Linked DNA regions of Sus scrofa: regions 2, 3 and 4 are each linked to region 1. The links are chromatin contacts, called in public Hi-C and targeted proximity ligation maps. All regions are on one chromosome and are shown on one strand. The core of a region is the stretch at or near the end of the contact, and the rest is flanking DNA. Distances in the headings are between cores, read along the strand shown. Region 1 holds the start of SRGAP1 (SLIT-ROBO Rho GTPase-activating protein 1). Region 2 overlaps XPOT (exportin-T). Region 3 holds the start of C5H12orf66 (UPF0536 protein C12orf66 homolog). Region 4 overlaps C5H12orf66 (UPF0536 protein C12orf66 homolog).

Region 1 (3,656 bases), core at 539-3,038:
TTAAAACCACAAGGCACATTAAGTAAAAATGTTTAATGAACCTTAATTAGATTTCCCTCATTAGCTGGCAACGTAAGTGGGTTAAAACTACTACTCAAATATTCAAACCTTCATTTTACATGCCAGTGGCCTCCAGCAAATGATAAAGCAATATTCCCGTGTGTGAATGTGAAAGATGGCACTGAATTCCGGCCCGTTATAAAGGAAGAGTCAGATTCCACTAGTGCCTGCTTGGTTTAACTGACAGGCTTTGGGGGAGTAATTTTATAAAAGGGGGACTCACCCTGATAAACTAGCGAATAGTGCAAATGTTGAAAATTGCCTGCACTCAATAAAGCTCTAGATCACTTTGGGTCCAGACTTCAGAAAAAAGACTCCTTAAAAAAAAAAAAAACTACATTGTGACAATGGCATTGTTTAAAAAGAATAATAAGGATGATGGTGATGACAACCACTGCTGCTGCCTGCCTCCCCTGCAGATTGCTCGGCTTAAGGTTGTTAAGTTAAAGCCAGGTTTACCCTATTGGAGCTGCGCGCTGGCAGCTGGGGAAAGCCACCCAGTTTCCAGCTCCCCGTGGGTTTGACGGGACTAGGATTGCGACTGGGATTGGCTTGCACGAAGCCCCGGGTGGCTCAACCAGGCACCCTAGCTGTCCCTCACAACCTTCCTCCAACGCAGACCCCAAGTTAGAAATGCAACTCCCAGAGCACAATGACAAGAAAGCACACAAAAGGAGCAGGGCAGCCGCTCCCATTCTTACCTTTGACTTGACTTTCATACTCGGCTATGATCTCTTTGTCCTTTTTGAATCTGCTCGGAGTGGACATTATCCAGCTGTTACTGGGTTTGCTTTCAATGGGCAAGTTCTGTTAGGGGGTCACAGATCAGTCTCCTTGGAGAGGCAGAGTTGTACTCCCACACGCAGTGAACCCAGAGGCAGCACCGACAGGAGGGAAAGGAGGAGGAAGAAGAGGAGGAGGAAAAAAAAGGAGCGAGCCGAGGACTAGATTAACCCAGGCGCTGGCACCATACTCTCCGGATCCAGCTGCCGTCGGTGATGCGGAGGGGAGCCCAGGGCTCGGGGCCGGGGAGGCCTGGTGCGCCGGCAAACTCCGGCGAGCGAGTGGCAGGGGGCGTCTCCCTGCCCACCCCACCCGGAGCTGGCCACTTCCTCTACCACCGCTGGGCGGACGCGGGGATCGCGCCGGCGCTCCGCACCATTGTTAGCAACCCGCACGGGGAGCGCCGGGCAGGGTCAGTCCAGGAGGGCGGGCGCCGCGACCCTCCCTTCTTGCTCCAGCCACCGACTCCGGCGCTCAGGGGTCCCGCCCGGACTAGGGATGTTGCTGCCGGGGCCGCTGCTCCTCCGTGGGCACACACGGCTGCTACTGCCCCGGGCAGGCAAGAGGAATCGCGATCCGAAAGCAAGTCCCAGCGCTGGCCGCGAGGGCGGCTGCCGCGCCTAAAGAACACGTCCTGGTCGCAGCCCCGGCGGAGTTTGTGCCTCCACCGCCGGCGTTAACGCGGGGCCTCTGCCTCCTGGGCCACCGTGCGCCGAGGCTGCCTCTTTCTCCTCGTCCCCCTTTCCGCTGCTGCCCCCAGGAGGCCGCCGGCGACAGGCACACTCGCACACGCACCCGGTGGAGCCGCGCCCCCGGGGCGGCTGCGAAGTTGCCGGCGCTCTCACGGCCCCGCGGCTCCTGGGCGTTCCGGGAGCGAGCTACGGGCGGCAGCGACCCGGGCGGCCGGACGGCGCTCGGCGAGGTGGGGCAGGGCTCGCGGGAGGGGTGGGCTCAGCCACACGTTCCCTTCTCCGCCCTCGCCCCCGCCCGGCTCGGTGAGGAAGCGCCGCGCTCGTCCGGGAAGATGGATGCCTCTTGTGGCCAACCGCAGCCCGGGCCTGCGCGCGGAGCCCGGCGGCCGTGGGCGACGCCCCCAGCGCCTCCCGGGGCTGTGCAGCCTGCACAGCTGGAAAACCCCTCCTGACCAGGCGGGTTGTCTTCGGCCGCCGGTCGGAGCTGTAGTGGGGCTCTTTTCAGAGTCCGGTGGGGAGATCCAGATTTGGATGTCTCCACGAAAGAAAGATGTCACTCGAAGATGTCACCAAACCCAGCAGAAACCCTGGAGTCTATTGTGAACGTCTTGGCTGTTAAGAATCAAGGAAGGGCGAAGCTCTTTGATCTGGGCGGAGAAAAATCATGATCATATTCTCCCTATCTTGGGGGAAGGGGGTGGTTACGATGGCAGGAAAGGTGTGGTGGGGGAACAGGTCACGCTTAGGATGTCATTAGGTTTTGAAGGGACCTTTCCTTCTCAAATATTATGAGCCTGATATATCAAAGTGCTGTGTCCAAAGGCGTGTCCAGTATCAGATGTTTTCCCTGTGAGATCTAAAGAGTGAAGGGACTTTGAGACTTTCATCATTCATTCATGAGACAACATTTTGAGTTCTTACAGCAAGCCAAAAATCAAGCTAAGAGCTAGGGATTCAGAGAGTAGAACCCTGCCCTAAAGAGTCTCACGATCTACAGTTGTATAAATGAGTAATTACAGATGGTACAATAATGCTGTAGGGGAGCTCACTACTCTGGGAGCCCTGAGGAAACTGGGACCGCATAAGAGGTTTGAGAAGAAAGGCTTCCCAGCGAAATGGTATTTGAACTGAATTTAAAGGATGAGTAGGACGTAGGTTTTCACCTTAGGGAAAGGGTCGCATTCTCAGGAGAAGCAGCAGCATCCTTCTCTGGGGGAGTTTGAAATGAGCTGCAAGACCTCTTCCTCTAAAATACCAGATGGGGGAGTTGCCGTCCTGGCTCAGCAGAAATGAATCTAACATCCATGAGGACGCAGGTTGCATCCCTGGCCTCACTCAGTGGGTTAAGGATCCGGCATTGCCCTGAGCTATGGTGTAAGTGGATGACGAGGTGCAGGCCAGTGGCTACAGCTTCGATTTGACCCCTGGGAACCTCCATATGCCGAGGGTGTGCCCCTGACAAGATAAAAAAAGACAAACAAATAAAATACCAGATTGGGAGTTCCTGCTGTGCCGCAGTGCATTAAGAATCCCACTGTAGCACCTTGGGCTACTGTGGAGCTTCGGGTTGGTGCAGTGTGCTGCAGCAGCTGCTGTGGCTCAGGTGGACCTTCCATATGCCACGGATGTGGCCTTAAAAAAAAAAGAAAGAAAATAAAAAAATACCAGATCCCTGACAGGCGATGACAGATGTTTTACTTTATATCAACAGGAGAGAATGTAAGGAAACAATAAAAAATTATTTGTTCCTTTCCATTTTGCCACAGAGGAGGTTAGCTACAGAATTCTCGATTGCCCTAATTTCATGTGGCGCTGTCTTAGGTAAGAGTGTAGGGTGAAGAGCCAGAATATCCAAAGCAGAGGCTGAGAAGGAAGGTGAGGGCCAACTGAGAGAGCCAAGCTCTTGGACACAATTCTGCAGACAGCAGGGAGCCTTTTAAGTAGAGAAGTGTCATGATCATATGCATGTTTTATAAAGATAACTGTTGGCAGGATGGAAGGATGAGTTGGCCATGGGGCTAGAGAGACCAGAGACAAGACACTCACCTTGGTGATAATTGTAGTCAAATCTAAATGTGATTCATATCATCCATCCACGGGCTACTGGAATTTACTTCATAT
Region 2 (3,656 bases), core at 315-2,814, 410 kb before region 1:
AAATACACTGACATACATAATGTGGTGCTAAAGATGCGCATTTTTCTAAGAGAAAAGGTTTCTGAACACCTAAAAACTTTCTAGACATGAAGGAAACAGAAACCCACGAAGAGCAAATGTAGAAAGTGCACCCTGATGAGTTTTGTTGGTATAATAATGGTGAGTGGCAGGAAGTTTCTGAAACATCCCAAGATAAACTGTTGTGGGGAGTATAAATTACCACGTGATCACATTAGAGAAATGCTGGGCAACTGGATGACATCCCCCTTCTTCACCTGTAAGAAATTCTAGTGACATAAGTATTCATGGATGAGTGAGCAGGAGAACCCAGCCACAGCTACAGGGAAGGCCAGTTCCTCATTTATCACAGGGAAGGATGCTGGGGCTTTCTTGTCAAACTAAATGTATTCCCTCCGTCTCAGGCACCTGGAGGGTAACGTGAGCAGTCTTGTAGACTGACTATGAAAGAGAAACGGTCTATGAGCAGTTATAGCTCTTCCAGTTATTTTGAAAAACGTCTTCACTATTTCCTAGGGCAGTGCTCTAACTTAACCCAACAAAACCCTTAACTGTGGCCCCACTGTTAAGCTACTGAATTTGGGCTTCTCAGAATTTAGGAACTAGGCCCTCCATTCAACTTGAAGGAGGATCAAAGAAAAATCCACAGCCCAAGCAAGCGCTCGCAAGCCGGATGTGCCTGTGCGATGCCGTAGAGAGAGAATTCAACTCACTAAGGACATCTTGTTTCTGGTTGTGGCTTAGCTACTAGCCAGCTGGTTGACCTGGAAAGTCGGGTCTCCTTTCGGAGCTTCCTCTGCTACATGGAAGGACAGGATTAGATGTTCTGTAGATTTTCTTCCAGCTCTAACATTCTCTGCCTGTGATGAGACACTAATGTTAAACACTCTGTAACAGGGGGGTGTGTTCCTCTGCTAGTCTTGCCCAGTGGGTTATTTCACATTGATTCCAAATAATCCTGCTTTCTTTGGACTAACCATTTCCATCTCGGCTGCTACCAGCCTTGCCCAGAAAGTGTCCAGTCTTCTCCACTAAGCCAGGACTACAAGTCTTCTACTCTCCAATCTGCGGGCAGAAAGGGGAGCAAAATGGTGTTTATGAGTGTCCTGGGCTGTTAGATAAGGGATTTATTCCCAAGGGATGGTTAATCAGAAGAACAGAAAAAGATTCTTAAGACAAAGGTGAGCAACACTTCAAACCGGACAAATAATGGACTGTCTACTGTTGAGTATGGAGCCTGTGGATGAATCACAGGATCAACTCAGCTCTGGCTCAGCTTCTCGGCAGTGCCCTGGCTGGGCTAGTGGCAGTGAGGCTCTGGAGAGGGCTTGGGGCTTCTTTGCCATGTGCTTTCCTATGCATGTTGCCTCTTCTCTCTCACTCTTCTCTTCACTCTGAGAGCATACTTTATCTCACCTCTGGAAGCAAAAGCCCCATCCAAATGTACCTGACTCTTTCCACATAGGGCTTAGTCAGTAGCTTTTTTGAAAGCTAGTGGTTGAATATTTGTTGTCCTGATTTTCTTATGACACATGGCTATTCATCTGCACAGTCTGGGAGAAGAGGGAAAACCCAGAAATGAATACTTGGAAGGTTATCCTGCCGCAGTTCTTTCCTACTATGTGTTTTTTGCATTGTTGCCAAAGCCAAGAAAACCATTAAATAATCCATCTCTATTAGTGGTCAAACACATGTGATTAACTAACTATTGACCTCAACCACCGAATAATTATTTTTCAGGGAAACTAACTGTAGAAAAATTGTGAACAGGAAAACCACGGGTGACCTTTTAAGAATACAAAGAATCACCAAAAATGCCAGCGCACACAGCCAGTTTTCAGTTTAGAGATTCTAAACTCTGAGCACTTTGATACTATAAGCATTGCCACTTACCACCTCCACTAAGAGTAAAGTCGTAGTAATGAGCTCTGTCATTAACATATGTGTTGAGGTTAAATAGTTGGTTGAAATTCCAGATCTGCACTAGTTTTGGACCTTGGGAAATTACTTAACATCTCTAAGCTTTAGTCAAAACAAAGCTATAGCCTGAGTAATTAAAAAACAAACAAACAAAAAAAACCCAAAGCTATAGCCTACCTCATAGGGTTGTTAGAATTAAATGAAAAAGTGTTGGTAAAGCACGTAGCATGGTAATGTGGGAAGCAGTAAGGATTCAGTACTTATTATTAAAATACTGTCAAAGCTGCCTGAGAACCTCGAGATTCCTAAGTATTACCCTTATTTATTTTATTTTATTTTTTGTCTTTTTGCTATTTCTTTGGGCCGCTCCCGTGGCATATGGAGGTTCCCAGGCTAGGGGTCCAATCGGAGCTCTAGCTGCCAGCCTACGCCAGAGCCACAGCAACGCGGGATCTGAGCCGAGTCTGCAACCTACACCACAGCTCACGGCAACGCCGGATCCTTAACCCACTGAGCGAGGCCAGGGACCGAACCCACAACCTCAAGGTTCCTGGTCGGATTCGTTAACCACTGCGCCACGACGGGAACTCCACCCTTATTTTTTGAACCAATTTGGGGATTAGCTACTACACTCGGCACCTAATCCATGTAGGATTGATGAACAGATCCATGTGGTTATTAAACTGAAAATTCAGTTTTCCATTAGCAGGAGTGACAAGTGACTATTTCTACCTTGCACCACCACGAAGGACTGTTGACTCTGACATTCCCAATACAAGAGCTGTGTGGGAAATATTCTTCCCAAGGGGGGACAGGAAGTTTTTTTAGTCATGTAAACTTTTTTTTTTTTTTAACCTTTGACTTAAATAGCTAATTACTAACTGATCAAACAGACTTAGCCATTCTGTCCTTATGCAGTTCCTAATTGATTCACAGGTAGTGTTAGGATAAGTAAATGAAGACTTTCTTCATTTTACTGAAATCTAGATAATCTAGAAACTATGCAAAGAGGGCAAAGCGTGAAGTTCCTATAATTGATAATATATTTCACTTATTTCTATACTGACTCTGACGGGTAGTACGACTTTTCATGGTGGATGAAAAGGCCTGAGAGTATGGCATTAAATGTGCTATGAGGCATTTGATAAAAATGGTCACAGCTTATTGCCTGGTGATATTCTCCAGTCTAGGAGATTATATTTTCTCTGAGGTTAGAATCACTTGTTTTATATTTAATGTATTTGTAGAGTAGAGAGGTTCAGTGATAAATGTGGAAGGGAAGCTGGAATTCTTTTTCTTTCTTTTTCTTTCTCTCTCTCTCTCTCTCTTTCTCTCTTTCTCTCTTTCTTTCTCTCTTCATTTGCTTTTTAGGGTTTTACCTGTGTGTGGCACATGGAAGTTTCCAGGCTAAGGATCGAATGAGAGCTAGAGCTGCCAGCCACAGCCCCGGCTACAGTAACTCAGGATCTGAGCGCGTCTGTGACCAATACCACAGCTCACAGCAACTCTGGATCCTTAATCCACTGAGTGAGGCCAGGGATCGAACCTGCATCCTCATGGACACTAATCGGGTTCTTAACTGGCTGAGCCACAATGGAAACTCCCGGAAATTTCTCGAAGGAATGAATTTGATGGGAATTTCTGAGCAATTTTTAATAGTTTTAATTCACTGATTTCTCTTTCTTCACTGTATTTACTTCTAAAATGCAATACTGACT
Region 3 (3,656 bases), core at 586-3,085, 380 kb before region 1:
GAACCATCACATTCTCTTCCAGAAATCCTCCCTGATCCTCCCAAAAAGATACTATCGCTGCCTCTTTTTCCACCTTTATAACATATAAAATTCTGCCTTGTATTGAAACTGAGCAGGGCCCTGTGGGGCTCCTGGGCACAAATGCCTTTCTGTGTTCCCCATTTCTTGTTCTTAGGAAATCGGCCTCATTCAGCCTCCATGGCCTTCCCTGAGTTACAAGGGACAGGTTCAGACAGTTGCTTATCAGGGAAGAAAGGGGATGCAAAGACAATGGAGGAAGAGTCAAGCAACAAAAGGACAGCCTTGGGGCAGAATCCTGGTTCCGTCTCAAGGGATATACATATATATATATAAAATGATGCAGGCATCTTACACACCTAAGAGAAAAGTTATATTCCTTATGCTTCTTTTAGAAATGAAGACTTTAAAATTGAAGAGTTTAGAGTCCTTCCTTGTCTTTCTCCCTGGCTTAATTGCACTCTGAACCCAACTACCCTGAGCATGTCTGTGTGTTAAAGATTATTGGCACACGGTTTTTCAGGAAATTCCTGTGTTTGTTCTAATCTCTGATCAATATCCCTTTTTGCAAGTACTGTTATTCTAGGCAATAACTCAGAAGACCACCATCACGATCATGCTGAGATCTCCTGATGCCAGCTTTGATGACTAAGATTCCCCCTAAGAAAGAAGAATGCGTGTCTGCCCCAATCCTGATTCCTATCTAAAAACCTTTCTCATTTTTACTATAAAACTCCCTTCCCAAAGGAGGGCAGTCTTTAAGGCATTAGCCTGATGTGGCCTCCTTTGCCTGGCAAAGCAATAAAAGCTATTTTTTTTTCTCCTTCACCAAAAACTCTTGTCTCGAGTCTCTATTTGGCACTGACAGAGGCCAAAATTGCAGCAACAGTATCACAGTAAAAGAGTTTATCTTAATTATATTCTTAACAGCAAGGAACATGTATACTATATGTTCACTAAAATCCTATTATGGCGTTTGCATTAACAGGTAATGATGGCATAACAGATTTCATTTAACAAAAAAGAAAAAAAAATAGGCAATTCCTTCATTTGTCCAACAAACATCATTGTGTCAGCCATGATGAAAAGATTACAAAGGTGGATGAACCCTAGATTCTGCTTTAGGGAGTTCACCACTTAGTAGGAAAAAGAAACACGCAAATACATGTGATTAAATACAACATGACTAAACGGCATAAAATAAATAAGCATGTACAAGGAAAGAGAAAGGTAAAAACTGCGAACTCTGCGAGCGGTGGGGAGTGTTTCAGGTAGAGGACCTATCTATGAGCCGAGTTTACGGTGTTTCCTAAACGTCAGAGGGATTTGTAATTAATCTTAGTGACAAAGTATCAATTCAGATCCTTTAACAGACGTTACATTAATGTAACCCTCATGATGATAACTCTTTAAGGAAGCCTAATAGTGTGGGAAGAATGGCCAAGCTTAAGGAGCAGCTCTGCTTGTAAGCCCTTTCGTTAGCACGACTCCGAGATGACTACAACAAATGGAACCAAGGCGAACATTAACCACCACGTGTGACTGGATGAAAATCAGACAAGGGGATAAATTTACCCACGTGGGGCTTCTAATCTAGAAACCACTTAATGGAGTTGGATTAAAAACAATGAGGACTACAGACTTGTTTTTGTGAAAGCCAGCACAATTCCAAACTCGCGTCTCGCATTCTCGCTTCGCGTATCACCGGCCTGCGGAGCCCCGGCCAGATGTTAAGAACTACTGACGTCACGGAAACGTGACGTCATAGGCACTGACGCAGTCTTGCAGGGAGGGGCTTCTCAGCTCACCTCAGAACGCCGTCAGCTCCACAGAGCAGCGAGTTGGCAGCCTCGCGCTCTGGCCTGAGGGTCCGAATAATCAGAGCTGCGGGAACGAAGCGCAGAAGTCACTCAAGAGATGAGGAGTGGCCACCTCTCTCTCGCCTCGGCCCTTAACAGAGTTTCTCTCTAAAGCCCAGGCGGCAGCGCGCTCACGAACCCGCCGCTTGCGGCGGTCACGCGCACGCACGCTAGTGCGCACGTTCCCTGAGAACCCGGAAGTGCGAGGGAGAGGAGAGCCACGTGGGTGGAGCTGGAGCGCAGTTCGCATGGGGGAGTCTATCCCGCTGGCCGCCCCGGTCCCGGTGGAACAGGCGGTGCTGGAGACGTTCTTCTCTCACCTGGGTATCTTCTCTTACGACAAGGCCAAGGACAATGTGGAGAAGGAACGGGAGGCCAACAAGAGCGCGGGGGGCAGCTGGCTGTCGCTGCTGGCGGCCTTGGCCCACCTGGCTGCGGCCGAGAAGGTCTATCACAGCCTCACCTACCTGGGGCAGAAACTAGGTACCTCCGCCCCGCCCCCTATGCCCCTTGAGGAGGAAAGAAAGGGAATATATTCCCCGATCGGCAGTGGCTTGGGTTCCCTGTGTCTGTCACTCCTAGCCGCAGGCTCAACTCGGCACTTCCAGGTCTCCTCCCACGAATCCCTTCCTTCCCTCGGCTTCCACAAACCCCGCCCACCGGCCTCCGCTGCAGATAGATTGGCGGATTGGGTGGATGCTCTTTGCAAGGCTGTGCTCCAAACCGATGGCTGTATCCATTTTATTCATGCATGGATTGGTGCCATAAATGAGAAGTTAAACAAACTCTGTGCCCTCGCTCTTCTAACCAGTGACAATGCGGTCAGGGGAGCAAAAGTTGGCAGTACAACCTAATTAGAGTTAATGAACACTATTGTCTATCCTCTTAAGGTTAAGTCCCCGGAGAGTTGTAAGTGGAATCCTAACCCCTCTTTGTAGATCTTCAATAAATATTTAATGAATGAAGAAATAAATGAATACTGGGCAGGAACGGCAAGAGATATGCCTAACACTAGCATGAAGGGCCTTACAGGGAAAATGGCAAACATTCTTATCATCCCGTGATAAATCTTGCCCCTGGAAATAAGATGAGCTTATTCAGCAGATTTTCACTAGTAGAACCAATTAGTATGAGTAGATCAGAAGGAAATAATGTAAATGACGGCCAAGGGTTATACATACAAAAATTACTATTTATAATTACCAATATTATGAATCCCAGAGCTTTTAGAGTTGTTTTGGTTCTTTGGCCTATTTTCGGCCCTTGAATATCAGAGGCACAGGGTCTGGTGTGAATGAAGGACACATATATACAGTATAAAATTAGAAATGTACAATCGAGTGCTGATTCCATTTCGAGGCGCCCCCTCCCCCCTCAGTTTCCTCATATTGCCTGAAGGTGACTATGTACATCTAGCTTTAAGTAAACACTCAAGGAGCAGGGCTTTCTGAGATCTTAACTTTGCTGTAGTTTTTCGATTAACTTGTTTTTTGGTATTTTGACTTATTGGCCAAAACTGGCGAAATAGTTTCACCTTGTGCATCTTTCCTCCCCTTTTAACAGTGGCACTTCTCGTAAATTTACAATTAGTGTTGCAGTGTTATTATTCCCCTTTGTATAGGTTGGCAAATTGTGGGTGTGCAGTTGTGTGGGTAGGTGACAGAGCCCACATCAGAATACCTACCTTTGAACTGTTAGATTGTGTTTGTATCCATATGATTTATAAAAATCGTAGCTGTTTTATAATTTACATATTATACATTATGTAATTTACATATT
Region 4 (3,656 bases), core at 817-3,316, 360 kb before region 1:
GTCCATTTATTCTGTATTCAGACTCTTTCAAGCTTGCTATCATAGCTGAGATATATATTTTTGGAACACAACAGTTTATCAGACCCCCCTATGGCGTGAGATGTGACTCAGTATGAGGCACAGATGGGGATGGGAAAATGCTACATTAATGCTAATCTCAAAGTCTTGGCAGAATAGAATTAGCATGAATTTTTAATTCATCCTCTTCTTAAGGATGAAAAGTCACTTTTGCATTCACATTCATCCTAATAAATGTTGAACACTTAGACACTTCTAGTATGTTTATGGAAGAGCTTGTGCAGAATTCTTAAGGTGTGTAGAGAGTATTCATATTCTTTCAAGGAGAATATTGGATATAAATGATGATTTCCAACTGGAAGCAGAAAAAAATCACTTAAAGTATTGTTTCTTGGGGGTAAGATTATGTCATTCTCCTGTTATTAACAGTCTTACTGTGTTCAGAGTTCCTTGGCTGACTTTCTTGCTAACCAGGGTTACAGAAGCTTCTGATGTTTAAGGCTCATTGTCAAGTTGTCTAAAGGCTAAGGTGGTAGGAGCATATCGTAGAATGCAAAAATTTTAAGACATGCTATAGAGTGTGTGTGTGTTAGACTTAATGTTTATTTTGAAGCATGTAATGTTTGAAAGATCCAAGTTAATTAATTGAGCACATGAGGTAGAGGGTTTGAGATCTGGTGTATTTTTCTGATTCTTTGAGTGTCTTATTAGACTACACACACCACCCATGTTTTAGCTTCCCTATCTTGAAGGATGTTGATTATAAAATGCCGGTGATAAAAAAAGAAAAAAACCCAATACATTGTCTTATTGTCATGTGAATAACTACATCCTATTTAATCACTTGGTAATCAGTTTCTATCTTATAATCTCCATCCTAGTATGGGCTCTCTTAATTTTAATCCCTTGTTTAAATAGATTTTTAAAAACTCTAGATTTACTTGTGGTGGTTTTTTTCTCCCCAACTGTTTAATTGATAACCAGCATTTGTCTCTTCAACAGAGGCCAAAACAGCTGTGTAAGAATCTTCTGTCTCACTGACAGTGAAGCAATTAACTTACCTGGGCTCAGGCCTGGAAATCTCTCCCATGGTGCCTGGGGCATAAGCTATGCTCAGGAAGGGCTGGATCTTGCCCACATCTTTAAAATGAGGTCACTTGCTAAAATGATTCCTGAAACCTCTGCAGGTGCCTTGGAACTTGAGAAAGTGTCTAAGAGCTTCACGTAGGCTCCTTGAGAAGGAGAGTGCATCAGGCCAGGCTGACACTGAAACTCCCTGGATATTTCTCAGCAGAAAAAGATGAACAGGAAAGTTCTAAGTGGTCCTTACAGAGAGGATTCTCCTTAACCATTCCATCTCATTGTCACAGAACTTCATTTAGATCATAAACTACAGAGGGAATCCAGGAAGCAGAAACTAGGGTTCAAATCTTAACGTGGTCAGTTACCACATTTACCGAATTTCTACTATGTTCCGTATGTTTGAGAGATAAAGGAGTGAAGGCATAGGTAGCTTTTACTTCCCCTCAGAAGGAGCTCAAAGCAAGGGTGACCTTATGTCCCAGTTTGTCATGGAGTTCCCAGAATAAATAAGAAAGATTTGTAGCTAATTCAGCTTCTTTGTATTTGTAAAGAAGGTAGCCACCATTGTCTTTCTCTCTTTTTAATGTCAGGCTATTTCCATGGGAAACTATTATGATGCTGACACAATTCTGAGATGAAGTTATGTCAGTACAACCCTTTAAATAAATCAACATAGAATCCTTCCATCTTTCCTTCCCCTGCCCCCAGACAATATTATTTGTCTGACTGCGTTGTGGGTTTTTCCTTTATTGAGGATAGAAGATGTCTTCGCGGAGTCACATTTCCACTTCTTTCTATTTATTTCCCTCCCCACCTCTAGATTTCACCACCCTATCCTCAGTCCCCTGGAAAGCAGTTTCCAGCTGGAGGTCGATGTCCTGAGTCACCTCCTGAAGGCCCAGGCTCAGGTCTCCGAGTGGAAGTTCCTGCCGTCTCTGGTTAACTTACACAGCGCTCACACCAAGCTGCAGACCTGGGGCCAGATCTTTGAAAAGCAGCGGGAGACCAAGAAACATCTGTTTGGAGGGCAGTCTCAGAAGGCCGTTCAGCCTCCACACCTTTTCCTTTGGCTGATGAAACTGAAAAACATGCTTCTTGCCAAATTTAGCTTTTACTTTCACGAGGCACTGAGCCGACAAACGACTGCCTCAGAAATGAAAACGCTGACTGCGAAAGCCAATCCAGATCTCTTTGGCAAGATTTCCAGCTTCATCCGGAAATACGATGCTGCCAACGTGTCCTTAATCTTTGACAACCGAGGTTCGGAGAGCTTCCAGGGTCACGGCTACCACCACCCCCATTCCTACAGAGAGGCTCCGAAGGGCGTGGATCAGTATCCGGCCGTGGTGTCTCTGCCCAGCGACCGGCCTGTCATGCACTGGCCCAATGTCATCATGATCATGACAGACCGCACATCCGACCTAAACAGCTTGGAGAAAGTGGTCCACTTCTACGATGACAAAGTCCAGAGCACCTACTTCCTCACCCGTCCAGAACCTCACTTCACCATCGTTGTCATTTTCGAGTCAAAGAAATCCGAAAGAGATTCCCACTTCATTTCCTTCCTGAGCGAGATCTCCCTTGCCCTTAAGAACCCCAAGGTTTTTGCAGGTCTGAAACCGGGATCCAAAGGTTAGCAGGTGCTTTGTGTGAAGGGTTTTAAGACTGGAAATTGCGTTCTTAATTGCTCTCACCAGCTGCAGGGGTCCGTGGTTTGAGTTGCCATCCATTCCTGCTTCTTTCAGAGCTAAATTAGAGACAGAGCCTCCCTAATTGTGTTGCGCACGCTATAAGCAATTAAGGCCAACTGCGTTAGGTATCCAAAGAGTAACCTAGGAAGTGAACGTGGCTGCTGAGTCTCCGTGGTACAGCAAGGTACTCTCGGCGTTTTCTCCCGTTTTCCTGTATTTCATGTAGACTGAATATTTATTGGCCCTTGATTTTTCTCTCCAGATGTTTTATATTGTTTTAAACATTGCGTTCCAATGCAATTCCAAATGCCCTCTCCTCCCCCTCCCTTGATGAGTAATCAGGATATGATATAAAATGGCTTTTTTTTTTTTTTAGAGTCAAGGACGGTTTTCTATTTGTAAATTAGCACATTAACATGAAATTATAAGTTTTATGATTCTGATCATAAAACAATTTAATATTTTTGATGCCCAAATTAAGGTCTTGGTGAGAAATTTCTGTCAGTTATTGATTTTTTTTTTTTTTTTTTTGGTCTTTTTAGGGCCGCTCCCACTGCATATGGAGGTTCCCCAAGATAGGGGCCTAATCGGAGCTGTTGCTGCCAGCCTACACCACAGCCACAGCAACGCAGGATCTGAGCCACATCTGAGATCTACACCACAGCTCACGGCAACGCCGGATCCTTAATCCACTGAGTGAGGACAAGGATTGAACCCGCAACCTCATGGTTTCTAGTCGGATTTGTTTCTGCTCTGCCACAACGGGAACTTCTCTGTCAGTTATTGAAATCAAAGGTGAATCACAGTGGCAGCACAGCATCAGTTTTTAACAGTTCCAAAGAGCCTCGTGGCAACTTTACTGCC

The links. Hi-C and Micro-C count contacts between places; a contact is called where the count stands out from the background.
Region 2: a contact with region 1 is called in a Hi-C map of embryonic fibroblasts, with 3 times the contacts expected there. A contact is called at or near these places in 2 of 5 promoter capture datasets (fetal skeletal muscle and liver), 29 of 47 Hi-C or Micro-C datasets (adipocytes, adipose tissue, alveolar macrophages and 18 more) and 2 of 2 datasets of targeted methods (alveolar macrophages and skeletal muscle).
Region 3: a targeted proximity ligation map of alveolar macrophages shows a contact between it and region 1. A contact is called at or near these places in 2 of 47 Hi-C or Micro-C datasets (embryonic fibroblasts and heart right ventricle) and 2 of 2 datasets of targeted methods (alveolar macrophages and skeletal muscle).
Region 4: a contact with region 1 is called in a targeted proximity ligation map of skeletal muscle, with 15 times the contacts expected there. A contact is called at or near these places in 1 of 5 promoter capture datasets (liver), 11 of 47 Hi-C or Micro-C datasets (alveolar macrophages, brain, embryonic fibroblasts and 7 more) and 2 of 2 datasets of targeted methods (alveolar macrophages and skeletal muscle).

The regions. Positions count from the first base shown.
Region 1 is chr5:28,299,087-28,302,742 of Sscrofa11.1, reverse strand. It overlaps SRGAP1 (SLIT-ROBO Rho GTPase-activating protein 1), which reads right to left and starts at 1,788. Exons shown (of 22, transcript XM_021091938.1): 1 at 762-1,788. The coding sequence starts at 828.
Region 2 is chr5:28,712,654-28,716,309 of Sscrofa11.1, reverse strand. The region is part of intron 2 of XPOT (exportin-T); the gene reads right to left. Among named protein-coding and RNA genes, the nearest start is that of C5H12orf66, 35 kb to the right of the region's middle.
Region 3 is chr5:28,677,274-28,680,929 of Sscrofa11.1, reverse strand. C5H12orf66 (UPF0536 protein C12orf66 homolog) reads left to right here and starts at 1,835. Exons shown (of 3, transcript XM_003126348.4): 1 at 1,835-2,360. The coding sequence starts at 2,126. XPOT (exportin-T) reads right to left here and starts at 1,959. Exons shown (of 29, transcript XM_021091942.1): 1 at 1,827-1,959.
Region 4 is chr5:28,658,746-28,662,401 of Sscrofa11.1, reverse strand. C5H12orf66 (UPF0536 protein C12orf66 homolog) reads left to right here. Exons shown (of 3, transcript XM_003126348.4): 3 at 1,922-3,656. The coding sequence ends at 2,738. Among named protein-coding and RNA genes, the nearest start is that of XPOT, 18 kb to the left of the region's middle.